Regions from separate parts of the Zea mays genome. Here region 2 is linked to region 1. A link is a contact called in public Hi-C data. All regions are on one chromosome and are shown on one strand. The core of a region is the stretch at or near the end of the contact, and the rest is flanking DNA. Distances in the headings are between cores, read along the strand shown.

Evidence for each region. Hi-C and Micro-C count contacts between places; a contact is called where the count stands out from the background.
Region 2: a Hi-C map of leaf shows a contact between it and region 1, with 2.3 times the contacts expected there. The contact joins the promoter of LOC100282850 here to the promoter of LOC109940317 in region 1. A contact is called at or near these places in 5 of 25 Hi-C or Micro-C datasets (ear, endosperm, leaf and 1 more).

Annotation. Positions count from the first base shown.
Region 1 is chr6:80,663,904-80,666,610 of Zm-B73-REFERENCE-NAM-5.0, forward strand. It overlaps LOC109940317, which reads left to right and starts at 1,345. Exons shown (of 1, transcript XM_020539787.3): 1 at 1,345-2,244. The coding sequence starts at 1,499. The coding sequence ends at 1,867.
Region 2 is chr6:80,902,926-80,905,632 of Zm-B73-REFERENCE-NAM-5.0, forward strand. LOC100282850 (iron-sulfur assembly protein IscA) reads left to right here and starts at 1,341. Exons shown (of 3, transcript NM_001371885.1): 1 at 1,341-1,679; 2 at 2,706-2,707. The coding sequence starts at 1,508.

The DNA of each region.
Region 1 (2,707 bases), core at 95-2,594:
TGGGAGCAAGTTGATTAGAGGGAATTAGAGGGGCTAAAATCTCATTGCTATTCAAAATTAAATAGCAAGCAGTGTGAGGGGATTGAGAGGGGGTTAAATCACTTCATATTCAATTTTGACTAGAAAGAGATTTAATCCCTTTAAATTCCTTCAAACCAAACAAAACCTCATTCCCTTGCTCTTAAGTATACACTAGCCAGTTGCCCGTGCTTTGCTACGGTTTTTATATATCATGTGATATGAATAGGTATTGAGATATTTATTCAAATATAATTATTGTTTATATCTAAACACTAAGGTATGTGTGGTTTGGTGGTTAGCCCTAAATTTTTGGAGTAGAGGGGTATGGGTTTAAGTACTCACTCTGCACTATTTTTATGTAATTATTGTTTATTTCTAAACACTAAGATACTTGTGGTCTAGTGATAGTTGCACGGGTGGGGTCGTTTGGGCAGGCGCAGTAGCTGGCGGAAGGTAAAACCGTGATTGCACCAGGTGCCCACATTAGATTCTTAATAAAGTAGTATAGATTAACACTAATTTTTTGGAGTAGGAGGCATGGGTTTAAGTGCTCACTCTGCACTATTTTTTATGTAATTATTGTTTATTTCTAAACACTAAGATACTTGTGGTCTAGTGGTAGTTGCACGGGTGGGGTCGTCTGGACAGGCGCAGTAGCTAGCGAAAAGTAAATCCGTGATAACACCAGATATACACATTAGATTCTTAATAAAGTAGTATAGATTAATGACTAGTTTGATAATAAAATAATTAGAGACGATTGAGGCGGAAGAATATCACTTGCAATTCAAGGAATATCAAGGAATCTCTCAAATCCTTCAATTTCCTTGTAACACATAGCATGGACCGTTGGCAGCTGACCTATACTGTTTGAACATGTATAGTGGTGTCCTTTTCTTATATTTTCCCCTTTAAATTAAACAACCATGTATTTTTTTTGTTTCAGTAAAATAATACATGGGCCAATAGACTACGCTCAGCGCTGTAGTTAAATTTCAAGGACATGAAACCACATGCATGCATTAATTAAGAACGTAGCGTATACAAGGCTTTATTTAATATATAGTCTTTTAAGGGTCTCTAATTATTATGTGAATAAAATACAAGAGACAGACTTTCTATATATATATATATATATATATATATATATATTGTCTTTTAGTTGTATTTATTATTAAAATCTTAGAATTGTATCATAAAATCTTTTAGCTGAAAGCGGAGGTTACCATTTTCTTTGCTTTACTGATTGTCACGGGATCCCTAGTTTATTTCCAAAATTTCCTGTCCACGAACGCAAGTGTGTTCTTCATGAAAAACAAAGCCCAGAAAATTGGTGCCCACATGTTCGCCTTTCGTACAGAGCATATGAAGTTGTGAGCCTGCCCTTGACCCGTCGCTCCTAGACTTGAAGACTCGAGAAGTCGAGAGAAAAGACGTGTCAACGTCACTACGTCAGCGTCCTCTGCCTCCGCCATCCATGGCCGACAACCGCAACCTCCCGCCGACCTGGGCCACCACGGCCGGCTTCGGCTTCCTGACCCTCAACTCCGGGGTCGCCATCTACCGCGCGTGGGGCGACTTCGCGTCCATCCTGCTGGTAACAGGCTCGTACTCCGCTCTGCTACTCCTCTTCCGCTGCCTCCGTGACTACGAGCGCGCGGCGCCCGGGTCCCCGGCCAGGGCGCGGGCGAGACGCGCTGTGTGGCCGCTCACCTCGCTGCTCACCGTGGCCTTCGCCTGGAAGGTTGCGGCGGCCATGCCGTCGGCCGCCGCCGCGGCCGTCGTCTGGGCGCTCGCCGTCGCCACCACCGCCGGTGGCTTCTTCGCCCTCTTCGTTCCCGGTTGAATCGAAGCCATGGACCGCTCAGATGCCCCGATTCGTGTACGGACTGCCAAGGAGACTGCAGCAGGACCCTGTATTTTTGTACTAATCATTATATGTATATATTGTAGTATATTGTATAGTACTAGTGTATGGTGCGTGCCTATGCGCGCGTAGCGATCTGCTTAGTAGCATAGTATAATGTATGATTATTGTATATATGTTTGAGTAAATAAGCACGTAAGAGCAAAGCAAAGGAATCCAAGTTCCGGTGTTTGTTGTAAGATAAACGAGCGTATTATAAGTTGTAACAATATTATATTGTTTCAAGCAAGTTGTACATATATATACACATTTCATAATATAAGTGATAATTCAGTAAACTTTTATAGTTTTGAACATATGGTTTTCCTCACATTTTATAACACATTTTTTCTGTGCAAATATATATAAGGGAAACATTGTTGAGTTTAACATTTTAACTGCATGTATGCCCATTTATAATTTTGAAGAAAACGAACAGATATTATAGGCAGAACATACATTAATTGCAAGTGGTTGTACAGGGATACATAGGTCATAAAGATATACCTTTTCCTAGCTCTAAACATTAAAAATCAGAGTTGATCACGTTCAAGTATGCAACATACCTGAACATAGCTATGTTTATATAAATCAATAAATACTTCACCACATGAATCCTTGCAGTCTATAGTATAAAACACAATGTGTTTGCTGCTCTTTCGGCAGTTTTCATTAATAAACAACTGAAAAAATTAAAAGCATCATGAGCATGAAAACTTTCTGTAGAGTTACTGAAGTGACATTAAAAAGTAGACTATTTCCATAGAAGAATATATAACT
Region 2 (2,707 bases), core at 91-2,590, 240 kb after region 1:
TAGGTACATGTTCTCGCGTGCCCCCTGCCCCTGGATCCCACTCGCCGGTCGCCTGCACCCCTGACGCTGGGCCGGACTGGTCAGCCCGCCCTCGCCCCCGAGCCACTGACTGCCCTGGCCCGCCTGTTAGTGCTCGCCCGCGCGCTCGCTCTTCCGCGAGATCGGTTTTCGGTCGTTGATATGAGATCGGACGACCGAGAACGCCCCTTACCCCTTCGCCTGGTAAATCTGTTAAATAGCCCCTCGGATTCTTAGAAATCAACCCCCAGTCCGGTTTTCTTGTGCCTGAGTTCCTGGTTTCTTGCAGAGAGACCCTTGGACTTTTATTATAATCACAGAAATAGGTTTAATTTAGGGTTTTGAATTCTAAAACTTGTAAATTTCATAACTTTTGCATATGAACTCCAAATTGGATGGTTCAAATTGCAAAATGTTCATTATCTTATTTTCTATCTGTTTAAATTATATTCATTCATTGTTTCCATGTCTCAATTTTGTGGTTAGTCTCTAGGTTAGTGTAAGGTTATAGAATATTTATTAAAGGTAAAATAAAAGATAAAACCCTAGTGAATATTCAAGTGCTTAAATTTGTAGACCTAACCTCATTTAATGTATGACCCCATCCCGAGAATAAGTTTATTTAGGTAAGTAATTTACTGAGATAGACTTAGTTAGAGAACAATAGACCACTCGACATAGTGATCTACCCCAAAACCTAGATTGCACCTGTGTGTCTTACCCCTTTTATTGAACATGTGTTCACACTGTTGCATATGTTTGGTGTACTGTTCTCTTGTCATTCTCCAAGCACGTTGAATGAATGATTGCTTTGCGTAGACAACGAGCAGTCCGAGGTTTCCGAGTGTGTTGCAGGAGACGTCCCTGAACAGCAACATGGTGAAGGCAAGTGTACTCTGACCCATTATGTCCTATTTACTTTATAATTTATTGTCCTGCATATCATGATCAACCTAAGGATGGACTAGTGTTCTGTTCCTCCTGCCCTAGGTTATCCTTTGGGAATTGGTTATTTTGAGTAGTATCATGCTACTGCTTTACTTTAATCAATGAACATGATGAGAACATTTATGATACGTTGATGATATTCTGATTATAATGAGTATGAAAAAAAAATTATACCCGAAATTTAGAGAATTACAAGCGTTTATGTTGGAATTTTCTTTTAATTATTGCTTACGTGACTATTTAAAGACGGCGTATTGTTGTATGTGCCCTGCCATATTAGACGGGTGTAATTTTTTTTTCTCAAACGTTTTTTAGAAATATTTTTTCAAAATAAAACAAAAAATTCAAAGCTGCCAGCACCCTGTGGGCCGTATAGCCCGATGCGAAAATGCTTGAAGCCTCCAAGAATCTGGGTGCACCGCTGAGGCGCTGACCACCACGCACCACCTCACCAGATCTTTCTTCCTGTTGCTTCCTCGGCTGGTTTCCTTCTCTCGCCGCGTCGCCTGCTTCTTCCCCCAACCAAAGACACGAATCAGCCATGGCGCTCGCCTCCGCCACGTCCCGCCCCCTCCTCGGTCGCCCCGCCGGCACCGCGCGGCCCCACCTCGCCGTTTCCTCATCCTCCCCCGCCTCCTCGATCCGCTTCCCCCGCGGCGCCGACGGCGGCGCCAGCAGAGCGGCCGTCTCTCTCCGCGCCCCCACGCCTCCAGGTCCGTGGTCAACCCGGGTGTTTATTTCCCCCGCGCCACAATTAGAAGTTATGCTCGTGGCAAAGGATTTGGGCTTGGGTTGTGGAGACGTATGAAAACTGAACTCTGTTTGATCCATGATGCTCTCTCTAGCTTTTGGACACGGTCACAGCCACATGGACGATAGTCGATATGAATATATTACGTGCAAGACTCTTTCAGAGCAAGCTTAGCTTCGTAGCCGCAGAAATTATTAAGTGCTTTAAATCGGCTGTCAGCAGTAGTATAAGATATGTATTCTAACAGAATTCCAATTAAGCACGCATATCACAGTATACTATTGCCTTATCGCGTTAATATGAATTAGCTTTTCTCTTGGCTAATGGCTACCCTAGTTGCTCAGTTCAATGCTTGGCAGTTTGGACCTTGTTTCTTTCATTGCCAGGTTATCCGCATTCAATTTATCCTTGAATGACAGAGGTTTAAACTTCACTGCTAGTTCCCAAGTAGTACGTCTTACAATATATAAATCACAAGGATTGTGCTACATGACAGTTTTACTTGGGGTTACCTTGATCTTGTTTCATTCTTCAAGCCACAAGTAAAATTTCCCCTTTCTAAAGCTGTATGTAATGTTAAAATACAATACTCACAACCTAGTAAGCATTTTGTTTCTGGTGTTCATTATTGGTATTTGGTAGGCCAGACGAAACTTCAAAAATAAATTGTTAACATGAACACAACATCTGTGCCTGAACCTTGGCTTGTGGTTTCTGTTGGGTTTCAACTCTAGTCTATCCCAACTTGCTTGGGACTAAAAGGCTTTGTTGTTGTTGTTGTGAGCACAACATTGATCCGTAAGCATTTTTCCTGCCTCCAAATACAACCGTGGAGCTATAGATTGAAATGGACTTCAATTATTTATTTCATGTCACTCATATGCTCATGTTTCCAATAACAACAACAAAAAAGGCAACGTTTAACATGACGCAAAATCATGCTCATGCTCCATTTAACATGAAGTCAATGATCGATAATATTTTGCAGCG